2 separate regions of the Mus musculus genome follow, and region 2 is linked to region 1. Evidence: chromatin contacts called from public promoter capture Hi-C data. All regions are on one chromosome and are shown on one strand. The core of a region is the stretch at or near the end of the contact, and the rest is flanking DNA. Distances in the headings are between cores, read along the strand shown.

Region 1 (7,221 bases), core at 4,342-6,841:
TTCATGGAGCTGAAGAGATGACTCAGACCCTAAGAGCTCTTGTAGAGGACCACAGTTTGGTTCCCAGAACCTACATGGCAGCTCGTGACCATCTGTGATTCTAGCTCCAAGGGATCTAGTGTCCTCACCTGGCTTCCTGAAGCACCAGGCACACACATAAGGCATACATACAGATAGGCAGGTACATGTGACTACACACAGATAAGAATGTTTTTAAACTAAAGATTTATCTTGATTATATTTTCTTTTGGCTTTATATACCTGGGGGTTGATAAGAATGGCTCCCCAGGGTACCCTGTATTTGAATACTTGGTTTCTAGTAGTTGCTGGGAAGGATTAGGAAGTGTGGCCTTGTTGGAAGAAATATGTCACTGGGGGCCTGCTTTCAAGTCTCAAAAAACTCTGGCCATTTCTAATTAGCTTTCTTTGTCTCCAGCTTTTGGCTCGAGTTTTCTCAGCTCTGGCTCCAGCCACCAGCCTGCTACTTCTGAACCTTCATCGTGAACTCTAACCTTTGAAGTCCTAAGCCCAAAAACCTCTTCTGTAAGTCTTGGTAAGTGTTTTATCTCAGCCATAGAAAAGTAACTAATATGACTGTGTTCTGTTGTTTTGAGACAATCTTGCTACACAGCCTTGGCTAGCCTGGAACTCACTCTGTAGACCAGGCTGGTCTCAAACTGGAGGAGATCCACTTGCCTCTGCCTCCTGAACTCTAGAATTAAAAGGCATACACCACCTGGCTCCCTAGTTTATTTTTTAGTTACGTGTCTGTGTGTGTCTGTGTGATACACATGTGGGTACAGATGTCACAGAATCACACTTAGGTCTTCTGCAAGAGCAGTTGGCTCCACATTCAGAAGCACTGAGCCATCTCTCCAGCTTCCTGTCCTCCCTACTGTGTTTCTCAAGAGCCACCATGGCTGGTTTACTCTGTGGTGGTACCATTCTCTCTATAGCCCGAGCTGGCCTGAAGATCCTCCTGCCTCAGCCTCCTGAGTGTTGGAATAACAGAAGTGAGCTTCCAAGCCTGATTAAACTTTTTTTTTTCAGGTTTGAAGTACGCTTTATTAAATATTAAATGCTGACCAAGAGATCAGCTTCGGTCAGGACCACTCCCTGGGGCTTCCAGCTGCATGGCCAAAGCTCTGGATTTTGGTGAGTGTGCTTAAGCACTTTATTCTACTTTAGTGTGGTTCTAGCACTTTCAGAAGCCTGAGGGAAGGCCATCTGGGATAGTCTGAGTAAGATCTTGTCCCAAAACCAAATAAGCAAATGAATAATATATCATATATTGGGGGTGTGTGTGGAATAAATGGCTTAGCCATTGAGAGCCCTGGCTGCTCTTCCAAAGGACCTAGTTCAATTCCCAGCACCCACAAGGCAGCTCAGACCTGTAATTCCGGTTCCAGGGTGTCCATGGCACTAGGAATGCACATGGTGCACATATAGATGCACACACAAAATACTCATTCATAAAATACAATAGCCGGGGGGCTGGTGAGATGGCTCAGTGGGTAAGAGCACCCGACTACTCTTCCTAAAGGTCCAGAGTTCAAATCCCAGCAACCACATGGTGGCTCACAACCATCCATAACGAGATCTGACTCCCTCTTCTGGAGTGTCTGAAGACAGCTACAGTGTACTTACATATAATAAATAAATAAATCTTAAAAAAAAAAACTTTATTAAAAAAAAAAAATACAATAGCCGGGCGGTGGTGGCACATGCCTTTAATCCCAGTACTTGGGAGGCAGAGGCAGGCAGATTTCTGAGTTCGAGGCCAGCCTGGTCTACAAAGTGAGTGCCAGGACAGCCAGGGCTACACAGAGAAACCCTGTCTCGAAAAAAAACCAAAAAATAAATAAATAAAATAAAGCCTTTTCCTGTTTTATTTTTTTGAGACAGGGGTTCTATATGTACCCCTGACTATCCTGGAACTCACCACCTGGTCTTGAACTCAGAGATCCACCTGCCTCTGCCTTCTGAGTTCTGGGATTAAAGGTGTATACGATTATGCCTAGCAAAATAAATATATCCTTTAAAAGGATAATAATATACTTTTATTTTTAGTGAGGCATGGTAGCATGCCTGAAATTCTAGCACTTGGGAGGCTGAGGTACTACTACAAATTCAAATTCAAGGCCAGATTGGACCACATAGTAAGACCCAGTCTCAAACAGAACCAGGAGGCCGAGGGATGGCTTACCGATGGCAATCAATGATGTTGCAGAAGACCCGGTTCAACAGCATCCCACATGGTGGTCTGTGCCTCTGGTTTGAGAGGTTCTGATTCCCTCTGGGAATACATACAGGCCATACATACAGTTTGGTACTTGTAAATAAAAGCCTCATACACATCAAGTAAAATTTAGGAAAGATAACTGAATACTTGTTGCTTTTACAGAGGATTCAGGTTTGGTTCCCAGAACCTCCATGATGGTTCACAACCATCCCTAACTCCAGTTCCAATGGAATCCAACACCCTCTTCTGAACCCCGTAAGTAACACACACACACACACACACACACACACACACACATACACACACACACACACACACACACACACACACACGCAGGCACACACGCAGGCACGCACACAGAGTGCACATACATTCAAGGACAAACATCTCTATGTTTAGAGCCAGCCTGATCTACATATCAAGTTTCAGGCCATCCAAGACTCCATAATAACAAACAAACAAACAAAACAAGCTAGTTTCTCTTGTGTTCTTATGCACTTTATTCCATAATGTACAAACATTTTTCTGAGTGAATATTCATGACCTTCACCAACATTTCAAAGAGACTCATGGCAGGGCTGAAGGCTTGAAGCTGCTGCATACAGGAACTATGTTGCCTTAACTCTTCCATAAAGGGATGCTTGGCACTGATTTGCTGTGTCTCTGGGGGCCAGGGCAGTCTTTGTTTTCCCCCATTTAGATTTATATATTTAATTTTATGAGCCTGCACCGATGCTCTCCATCTGGTCTATCTGGTGTCTGTGAAGGTCAGAAGTGGGCAAATACCCTGGAACTAGAGTTGCAGATGATTGTGAGCCACCGCGTAAGTGCTGGGAATTGAACCCAGGTCCGCTACAAGAGTAACATGTGCTCTTAACTGCTGAGCTATCTCGCCAGGTCCCTCCAAGCCTGTCTTTTGGTTCTTTCAAAGGGCAAGGACCATCCCAGAGCACCAAACCAAACCTGTTCCAGTTGTAGGTTGGCTGTCCCCAGCAGACTGAGAGCTGGAGACACTCACACAATGAGAAGGACAGATGTGTGCCATCTGAGACTTGTCCATGACACCTGCCCTAGCTGCAGCTGGACCAGTTTTCACTGGACTCTGGCTTCCGGGAAGATGCAAGTAGGAGAGCTTGCCAAATAGGTTCTTTCAGATCAAATGACAACAAACTGACCCAGACAGCTCCAGTTTCTTCAGGAGTTTGAGGTTGAACACCCTGAGGTGTCAGCATTGAGAAGAGCACAAGAGATGGCAGATACCAAGGGAGGGATGGTGAATCAACAGTGGGGATATAGAGATCTGCCAAGACAAGCTGGTCTTCCACCCCACCCTCCAAGGAGAGATCTGGCCCTGGGCCTTGGCACATCTCTGCTCCCCACCCTTGTCATATCCCAAGAACCCAGAGACTGGAGAAAGCTGAGGTCTCCAGCTATCTTAGTCCACTGCAGAACTTGAGGTGCGCCAGGAAATCCTAAGAGGAAAGCTGAAGAAACTTTCTCCTCCCTCTGGCTCATTACAGGGCTCCATTCCTGGTACTTAGTGTTATGAACTTGTTAATAGCATTTATGTCCTTGGAGGTCCCTACCCAAGGATTTCTGATCTGCCTGACTGTGTACAAAGCTATTCAAGCTGTTGTTGCTCCTGGTGAGGAGGAGAGACAGAAAGGTCTACATGGAGAGACGTTCATGGCCAGCTCCTTCTATTCCATGGGGGCTGCACCCCTTCTCTTACAGAGTAAACTAGTTACAGGATACCCCCCCCCGAAACAGATTGATCAAGCACACCCACATCTTGTCTCTTCTCTCCCTCCCTCCCTCCCTCCTTCTCTTGCCTGAGGAAGGGTCTCAATATATAACCCTAGCTGACCTGCAACTCACTATGTAGAAACAAGAAACAGGCTGGTCTCAAACTACAGATCTGACTGCTTTTGTCTCTTCAGTGCTGGATGTGCCATGTGGCGTGAGCCACCACACGTGGCCACACTTCACTCCTAACAGTGCTTTAGAGATGAGGAAAAGTTCAGAGAGAAGCCAGATGCCTACAGTAAGAAGGAGTCACCGCACGCCTTTAATCCCAGCACTCGGGAGGCAGAGGCAGGCAGAATTTCTGAATTCGACTCCAGCCTGGTCTACAGAGTGAGTTCCAGGATAGCCGGGGTGGGGGCACATACTGAGTACACTTAAGAGGCTAAGGTTCAGTTACGGGAGGGAGGGAGAGGGAGAAGGAGAGAGAGAATCTAATGGTAGAGGCCCCTGGGCTCAATCCCTAGCATTGCAAACAGTAAGTGGACAAGCAAAATCCTCCATCCTTAACCATCTTCACAACTCCCTGACTCCATCTGCCTGCCCTCCCCCTTGCATATTTGCATTTCCTAGAGTACACACTGTGCTAAGTTTCTACACCTATGTCCCGGCTAGAACATCTCTAGGATGCCCCCAAGAGCTCTGTAAATCAAACTTCAAGACGCAAAGCGAGTTCCACTGGTACTTTTACACCTTGGCGAGGTGGACTTTTGTATTGTCAGGCTCACGAAGGAAATGAGCTGCACTCTGAGGCACGTGACCCTTGCCTCCAATTCAGTAAATTATGAGGGTTCATTGGTCGAGGTGAGAATCAACCTCTTTGCCCGGTTCTCAGCTGGGTGTAAAATCCATGAGAGCATGGGTGGCCTCATGGACTCCAGGCATCTAGATTCATCCCGCAGTGCAGCAGTATACCACCAGGCCTATTATGTGCCAAACACTTTGCCAGGTGCAAGAGATCAAGGATGAATGGAGAAATTAACTGGGAGGATAAAAGTTGAACAAATACTTAAAAAGAACACTCTAAAAATCCGTAAAGGAAAAACAATAGTTTAATCTGTGCTTTGGCTCAGGTGTGGGAGAGAGCTTCCCCTTGCCCTCCCTAGGGGAAGATTTGAGGGGATTAGAACCGTAATCCTCGGGTTAGGTATCAAGGCTTGAGGTCTGAATCTTAACCTAGACCCACACCTGGGCCTGTTGTTTCCCCAAGTCCCAGCATTAGATCCTGGAGTTAGTGGTCTGGTTGTCGCTCCACTGGAGTCAAGTGGTCCCACAACCCGCCCTTTAACTGAACAACTGTCCTTAAGGGCGGTCTCAAGTGACCTTCTTAGAAGGTATAACTCCTTTACAATGAAGGAGCAAGTGGGCACGAGGGATTAACCCATCACTAGCATCACCAACCCTAAACTCAAGTACAACTGCAAAGCAGACCCCAGCGGTCCTGGGTCTTTCCAAAGAGCCGGGCTTCAGAGACTAGCCCCCAAGGATAGCCCCGCCCCCGAAGCGCGGGCGCCGATTGGTCAGCGTGCTCGCAGGGCGTGACCAGATCTTAAAGGTCCCATTGCTTAGTAGGACGGGAGGAGGTAGTGGGTGCTCCGGGAACACCAGGGGAAATGATGTCTCAAAGGCTCATGTAGGTTTCTTTAAAACCTCGCTAATGTCCAGACTCAAGTACTAGATCTATGGAGCCCAACAGAAACTGTCCACTGTTCGGAGGCGCCTTCTCCGCCATCCTCCCTACAGGGGCCATTGATGTGAGGTGAGAAAGCCAGCCTCCCCGGAGGCCGATCGGGTGGGTTATGGGAAAAAGCCAGAGACAAGAGGGTTCCCTGTCCCTCTCCAGTGACCTCCGACCGGTGCCAGACAACCAAGAAGTTTTCTGCCATCCTGTGACCGACCAGAGTCTGATCATAGAACTTCTGGAGCTGCAGGCCCACGTGCAGGGCGAAGCGGCTGCGCGGTGAGAAAGCTAGCCAACGGGAGGCCGGGAGCCGAGAAAGTGGGCGGGGTCTGTGGCTGGACGGTTATTCAGGACGAAAACTCCCAAGGGCAATAGCAGACCAGGCTCGAGGGTGGGGCTGGGTTATTCAGACATGCTCCTCCTTACCACTGTTCCTCCCATGCCAGGTACCATTTTGAGGACGTTGGCCGGGTGCAGGGGGCTAGGGCTGTGCACGTGCTATCTGTGCAGCCTCTCTGTTTGGAGAACTTATCCCTGAGAGGCTGCTGTCAGGATGCCTGGTCCCTTTCTGGCAAGCAGCAGGTAGCTAAAGAAAACCAGCAGGTGAGGGCTATGGCGAATGGGACGCCCTGGAGTCGGGGAGGGATAACTCCAGGTATCCTGGTAAGCATGCTGATTCTGATCCCTTTAGGTAGCAAAGGATGTCACACTGCATCAGGCCTTGCTGCGGCTGCCCCAGTATCAGACTGATCTTTTGCTCACCTTCAATCAGCCCCCGTAAGGACGAAAGAGCGGGTGGGAACCTCCCAATTGGGTCCCCACGACAATTAAGTTGGGTGGGTCAAATTCCTTCAAGGAAGCAGAAATAAGCCACAGGCTTTGGGGGAGGAGGGTCAGGTCTTCTGGGGGATAGGAAGTGTGATCTTGCAAACCTCAAGCCGGACCATTTTCCTTCTCCCTCTATTCCCTTACCCTAAGGTGTCACAGCAGGTCTCTTGGCCCTGAAAATCTGTCATGTCCACCTTGGAGCCTGAGTAACTTTGAACAGCTGGTAACTAGTTTGACTCTTCATGATCCCAACCTCTTTGGTCCCCAGTAAAGATCGTTGAGACACAACGTGCTACTGAGGACTCGGGGACCCAGTTCTGAGAGGGGGAGTTTCTTTCTGCTTCTTCCCTGGATGTAAACATAAGACACTTCCTCTGCAGAAATAAACTTGCTTTATGAAGAACATAATTTCTGTGCCTTCAAATCTAAGAGGACACCTGGGTCTCCCAGTTCCCTTTGGTCTTGGAAGGGGGGGGAGTTAAAGCTGTGTATAGGAGCAGGGAGTTGGGGGGAACCCAAGAATGGCAGTAGAAATATACTTTGGAGTGACTGATTCAACCCTGAGATGGGTATGAAATATATCGGGGGATTTGTGGAAAAATTTAAAGCAAGACCCACTCAGTGACTCAACCCTAGGAGAACAGAGGAGTGGGCGTGGCTGTCCCCC
Region 2 (6,470 bases), core at 1,008-3,507, 350 kb before region 1:
TGCTGTCTAGGGAGGCGAGAAAAAGTTGAAGATGAACGGTTGCCCTTAGTGACTTCCCTGCCTGCATCTTAACCCACAGCACTTCAGCCCTGGTCCCCACATTTTCTCTCCTTTGCTCATCCTCTAGCTTCAGGTCCTTTACCCTGCCCCCAGGCTCATCCAAATCCTTTTCTTATTCCCTCGCCACAACCACCTGGACCCTGTTTCTAGGTCCCATCACATATACCTCATCTGAGATCTGAGAGCCAAACGTGACCCAGGTACCTGCAAGAGAGAATTCAGACCCGTGAGAACTGTGGGAGACAGGCCGTAAAATCGTGCCCCTTTTCCTCAGTTTCTGTTCTAACTCACCAAGGCCAAGACAGGACACCCGGAGCCCAGACTTCCCTAGGTTCCTGCAGGATACAGAAGCAGCAGGAAAGGATGAAGCCTCCACTGGGGACTTGGATTATCAGTCCCCAGCTCCTGTCCTTCCAAGCCCTCAAGGGTCTCAGTCCAAAGAAACCAAACCCAGTGGGCTGATGGGGCGGACAGTGCTATCCCATAGCAGAGGCCCTAGGAATATTGTTGAAAGAACAAGTGAACAAAGGCGATTGACCCTAGAGCCACTGTTCAGTGCCTCCGTTCCCTCCTATTATCTCTGCCTTCTGGTTTCCTCTTCCTGGGTGAGGTCCTGCCTGTGTCTGAGTCGTCTCTGTGATGCGTGGAGTAGTGGGATTTGAAAAATGTGGCTGATTGTGGTGACATGTAAACCAACTCAGGCACGTTGATGAGGTCAGTAAAGGCAGCAGCAGGGATGGGGGGGGCTTTGACAGGAAAGTCCAGCTCTCTCTCTTCCTCTCTTCATTGACCTCTGAGATTGAACTAGAGACCCTCCTTCTTTTTCCAAGGCACAGATTAAACAGCCCTACTTCCTAGTCAGGGCTGCTACAGGGAGAAGATTGGATACTTCGGAGGACAAAGGTGGGTCACATTAATGACCTCAGCTCATTCCCAAGCAAAAGTGCTCCCCACCCTCCTTCTGAGAGTCTCTGGCCGGTAGTCCTCTGAGTTAAAAGTAAAATTTTCACAACCCTTCCCGCCAACTCTTGTCTTACAGCATGAGGGCGAAAGATGTGGTCCATCCTTTCAAATGTCCCTTCCCTCTCTAGGGCCCTGATCCTACCCTGGAAAGGTTGAGGGAGACTGGCTTCGGGGCTGGTGGGGGCAATATCTGGGTCAGGCGCCCCAACCGGCCAGAGTGAGATGCTGTTTCCCTCCCTCCTCTCCCCAGGACGCCAACCCAAGGACACTCCATTGGAGGGGGTGGGGGGAGCAGCCTGGAGATCCAGGCGTTCCCCGCTTTTTTACGGGTAAGGAGGACAACTCAGGGGCATCGTTTAGGTATGACAGGACTCTGTCAACCTTGGTAAACTTGATTTCAAAGTTGGGGGAACTAACAGAGGAAGAGAGTGAGTGCGTGTGAGAGAGAAGAGGGGGGGGTGAGCCAGACCTTTAAGCTAAGTTTGAAGGGGTCTTAGGCGGCTAACCCAGAAAGCCTCAGGGGTCCCAAAAGAGGAGCATATGGATAGGCTGCCCGGCCACCCCATACCTGTATTTCATGCCAGTGCCTCGGCCGGTGCTCTCTCGAAGGGCCCCAGCAGGTGCTGGGGGTCTAGGGACCACTGCAGCTCGTGACTTCGAGCTCGGTCCTCCACCCCCCGGAGGGTTCCCATGCCCTCCGCCCACTGGCCCTCCATTACCGCCCCCAGGACCGGGCCGGGGTCCACAGAGACGGTCCTCACTGCTCCGGCTGCGAAGGTTCTGCTCGGTACACGCGATAGACACCTGCATGCCGGATGGCCAGGGCGGGGGAGGGGGCTCCGAGGGAGCGGGAGGAGGGAGCCGGGAAGTCCGAGGGCAGACACCGGTGTGGTGGTAATAGCGCGATCGCAGGGAGAGCGGGAAGGCTGAGAAGGCTGCAGCTAGAGCCGCCAAACGGGATCGGGCCCGCGGGGGCGGGCTGTTGGAGGTCGCGGGTCTTGCGGTGGGAAAGGAAAACCGTGGGGTCGCCCGGAGTGGTGGGTATTCGGGTGCTGGGAGCTGTGATGAAGGGATTGGGAGGATAAACGGGTAAGGATAAAGAAAAGTCGAGGACGGTCTTCAAGGATAGCTACCCAGGAACAAGGGGTAGCAAAAGACGGGTGCCACTTCAGCTGGAACCGCTGCGGGACCGCTGTGCTCCCAGCCGCGTCGGCAGCAAGCCCAGCTCATTAACATTCAGGCCACGCCCCTTCATCTGCATGGAGCCGCCTGCCTCTGAGTAGAACACGCTGCTCATCTGCATAAGCTCCGCCTGCAGAAGCTCCAGAACTTAAATAATCAGTGTGCCTTGCCCAGAACATCCCGTTTTAGGAACGGGGTTCTCACTTTCTGTACTTGAATCGTGTCCGCTTTCATTCCGGTCAGTGGTGTGCACTCGAGAGGGCGTTTTTTGTTCCCCGAGAAAACTAGATTTGGAGACATTGTCACAGCTAAAGGTAAGACAGGATGTGTGTACTACATCTATCAAGTGGTAGCAAAGGTTGCTGCTAAAATTCTAAAACACAACAAAGTATCCAGCTCGAGAGAAATCTGCTGGGAAAACCTCTTTATAGGCTTCAGGGATGTGTGGCTACCCTAGTTCTCATTTTTGTGTGAGTCACACTGGGAGGGGCCACAGGAACTCACACTCAGGCAGCAGAGGGTGACAAAAAGTTTATTCAGTTTATTCTGTGTTTCTCACAGAGTCAAGCAGGGATAAAACTGGCGTAGACTCCTGTGAGCTTCATTCTTATGACTTGAAGGCAGTGGGTGGTAGGCCTTCGGGGGAAAGCTCTCGGAGACAGGTAGATGGAAGGGCTCTCAATGTAACAAGTGAGATGGGCCCAGGCAGTCACAGGTTCTTCTGAGGGGTGAGGTAGATGTTTCAGCCAGCTCTGGCAGAGAAGAAGGGCAAAGATCGGACATAGGAGTCTAGCCGGGATCGAAAGAGCTCACTTTGCACAGTTTGTCCCAGCGGGCACAGAGGATTCTTCACAACAAACTCCACATACAGCTGCGAAAAGGAGGGTGTGTGAGCCTGATGTGAGACACTTTTCATTTTCAATCTCAAACATGGTGTAATCTCGAGAATATAAGAATACACGGGTGGGGTTGGGGTGGAGAGAGCTCAGGAATTAAGAAAGCATACTACTGCTTTTGCAGAGGTTAGTCAGAGCCTAGCACCCATGTTGGTCAGCTCACAACTGCCTGTAATTCTCCAGAGGATCTGTCCTCCACAGACACTTGTGCTCATGTGCACACATACCCTCTACACAATACATATAATTAAAATAAGAAATACATCATTTATAAAAAAAAAACCCAAAAACCTGCACAAGCTCTCCCTTAGAGAAGCTATTACTGTTTAAGGAGCTAAAGGCTCTGGAGAAAACTGAGTTCAACAGGGATGTGATACAGAAGGATAAGGGCAGAAAACCCGAGGGACTCCTAGGGCTCTAGGAGGAAAAGGGTTCCTCTACTGACACTGACCGCACTGTAGATATGGTGTAGAACATCTCGGATAGGGCCCACGCCCAAGTCAGTATTCATGACAACCTTGATTCCAGTGGGAGTCTCGTAGTAATGGAGTTTGTAACGGCTAGTTTGGAAAGACAGAAAGCCATCCTTCCTGCAGAAATGAGTATTCAGACAGGAGTGAAATCACTCCCAAAGAAATATTTGTGATGCCCTCAAGGTCAACTCCTTCCTATTCATATAGATAGTTTGTAGCAGGTTCATTGAGTAAAAACACCTCCGGTCATCCCCACCCCCGATGTAATTGCAACTGCCTTCACTCTCTCCCCACTTTCAGACCATTCCTGTATCCGCTCCTGCCAGCTTCAAGATTCTCGATCCAGATTCAGCCTCTCTAAAACACACCCTCCCCTCTTTGGGGCCACACGCCACTTCCATTCCAAAACAATATCTCCTGTTCCCAAGGCTGGCTAGCTAGCCCTCCCTTCAACACCCCTCTAAAACCACCGTACATGTCTAGCGGGGACATCTTGCTGACAAACGAACGAATGGAGAAGAGCATTCCATACATCAGCTTGTACTCCTGGAGGGAGAGGTGGTAGAATTAGATCTCGGTTATGGAGGGGGGACAGGATGGGAATAGGAAGGACTTGGGATTTGGAGGAAGAGGACTGGACTGGGACTATGTGCATTTGGGGATTCGCTGGGACCCTCCGATCACCTCTTCCTTAGGGATCCCTGCTTGCTTCTTGCGGTGCCACTCGCTGTAGTGTAGACACACTCCATTCCGGTCAAAAAGGTACAGATTGTGGACAGTCATCTGCAAGATAAAGAGCCTCGCTCAGTGGCTGGTACCCAACTCTCTAGAACCTGATTCTTCAGCCAGGTGGGAACCCCACCCCCGGACTCACCGGAATTGCTCTGAAAGAGGGTGACAAGCTACTTCCGGTTTATAAAGCCCAGCTGGGTCGTAAGCGGCAACCTCAAGAACCCTTAACTCCGCCCCGATAGTCTTACTAGACTCCGCCTCCCTCCTGAAGCCAATCCGTGGTCGCCGATGCCGCGCGCATGCGTGCCCACGTTCCCGGGCCTCTGAAGCCCAGTGATGTGCGGGGAGCTTGGTCTCGCGGGCGGGTGACGTAATTCGGTTGGAGGCGGGATTGCAAGCGGTGGGCGGGAGGCTGCCAACGGTTTTGCAAGCTAGTGTCGCGCTAGGGAGGTTGGCCTTTGGTCTTTCTCTGTGGAGGTTATGGGGCTTGGGGGACAGTCCTCCTCATCTTGGGAAACCAGGGCCGACATGCTCAGAGTAGTCGGAGCCAGGTGGTTGCGGTAGAGAATACCAGGCGGCTGGTTGCCGGGTGTATGTCTGTGCGCGCGCGCGCCCCTTTTATTGAGATTTCTTAGGGTGGGATAGGGAGGAATTCTATGGACCTCTGCTGTGGCTTTTTTTTTATCAGGAAGGATTAGAGGGGAAATCCGAGGAAGTCGACTCTGGGTGGGACAGGTGAAGAAAGGGCGAAACGGGGGTGTTGTGGCATTGAAGTCTTGCCTCTTTCTTCACTAAAACCAATTGGGGGACATACATTGGGCCAGCTTTGGTTTGAGGTCTGTTTCAGTTTGCACATTTTGAGTGTGGGGAAAAAAAAAAGCTAACCATGGTTAACCCGTGCCGAAACTGATTTGCAATTTCCAGGACCCTAGTTAGGAGGAAGGAACTGCAGCGGTTCTGTCTCCCTGCATGCAGGTCTTCTGACCATTCCCCTGACTTTCTGCCTTGCACATCCGCTTTTAACCGTTCCCAGGAGTTGGGAGAAAGAATGTGTTTGCCCTCTCCATGGTCTCTGGAGTCAGTGGACACTCCTCTAACCAGAAAGCTCATTTGTTGAGGACCCAAAGTGTCTTCCTCCCTTCCAAATCTTTCTTCTTTGTGAACTTATCCACAAGTTTGGACCCCTCTCAGAACTGAGGCAGGAGTTCCCAGTCCCCTGCTGAGTCCAGTTGTCTCTTCACTGTACATGGCGACAGCAGCCCCCAGTCCCAGTTCTCCTCTCCGACCTGAGGACCTCCTGAGCGATTCGTCAGAGCCTCCTGGGTTGAACCAGGTGTCCTCCGAGGTGACCTCCCAACTGTATACTTCTTTGCATCTCAGCCGCCAAGCTGAGGCCACGGCCCGGGCCCAGCTGTATCTAGCTCCCACCTCCTCACCTCCTAACGAGGGCTTAGACAGCTTGGCTCAAGAACTGAGTCGCAGCTTGTCCGTTGGATTGGAAAACAACTTGAAGAAAAAGGTGAGAGAGGTGCGTCTTGGAGATCTCTCGGGTGTTAGAAAGCATTAGGTTCCTGGGCTTTCAGGTTAGCTTTGCTGTGGCTTGCGTCTATTAATTAGATTTAAACGATCTCCTCCAAGCACACAGGGCTTTCATGCTTTTTTCTCACAGAAGATACTTTTGAGGGAATGGCATAAACCTATAATTTGGGAAGTTATGACGGTTCCTAGGGTTTTGCTTTGTTTTTGCATGTTTTTGTTTGGACAGACACCTGCCCCTGTAGAGTAGCTTGGTGTCCTAGAAGTGGGGAGTAGGTTTCTTGAACCCAAGTGAGAACTGGAGACTTAAGGACAGCTGCAGCACACGTGAAGATCCTGTCAGCTCGAAATTCTTGTGATTTTGTGGTATGCAAGTCACTGCACATGCATGTGTAGGAAGATAGTTGTACCAAAGGAAAGGATACCTGCTGTGCGGACTGGCGAGAGTCCAGAGTGTGGGATCCGGTAGGCACAGCTGCACCAGGCTTAGACAGGCCATCTGCTCCTCAGTTGACAGCAGTCCCCCTCCAGCCTTGTTTTAAACCTGCTACTTCATTCACTTACTCCCCTTCTGGCCTCTGTAAACATTTGGGGTTTGGGGTTCAAGGTGAAGCCGGGTTTGAGTGCC

Evidence for each region. Capture Hi-C pulls out chosen DNA fragments and counts their contacts.
Region 2: a contact with region 1 is called in a promoter capture Hi-C map of adipose tissue. The contact joins the promoter of Kcnab3 here to the promoter of Rangrf in region 1. A contact is called at or near these places in 1 of 484 Hi-C or Micro-C datasets (CD4 T cells), 1 of 115 datasets of contacts at active chromatin or transcription factors (pancreatic cancer cells) and 2 of 9 other capture datasets (adipose tissue and liver).

What each region holds. Positions count from the first base shown.
Region 1 is chr11:68,972,225-68,979,445 of GRCm38.p6, reverse strand. Rangrf (RAN guanine nucleotide release factor) reads left to right here and starts at 5,591. Exons shown (of 5, transcript NM_021329.3): 1 at 5,591-5,804; 2 at 5,889-6,005; 3 at 6,173-6,329; 4 at 6,418-6,503; 5 at 6,705-6,962. The coding sequence starts at 5,728. The coding sequence ends at 6,825. Slc25a35 (solute carrier family 25, member 35) reads right to left here. Exons shown (of 5, transcript NM_028048.2): 5 at 6,931-7,221. Gm32384 (a long non-coding RNA gene) reads left to right here. Exons shown (of 4, transcript XR_001780244.1): 2 at 437-553; 3 at 1,051-1,155; 4 at 2,405-2,442.
Region 2 is chr11:69,322,045-69,328,514 of GRCm38.p6, reverse strand. It overlaps Kcnab3 (potassium voltage-gated channel, shaker-related subfamily, beta member 3), which reads right to left and starts at 2,257. Exons shown (of 14, transcript NM_010599.4): 1 at 1,592-2,257; 2 at 352-395; 3 at 227-264; 4 at 1-6. The coding sequence starts at 1,833. It overlaps Trappc1 (trafficking protein particle complex 1), which reads right to left and starts at 4,529. Exons shown (of 5, transcript NM_001024206.2): 1 at 4,449-4,529; 2 at 4,259-4,357; 3 at 4,050-4,120; 4 at 3,553-3,691; 5 at 2,722-3,076. The coding sequence starts at 4,357. The coding sequence ends at 2,948. Cntrob (centrobin, centrosomal BRCA2 interacting protein) reads left to right here and starts at 4,642. Exons shown (of 19, transcript NM_172560.3): 1 at 4,642-5,825. The coding sequence starts at 5,553.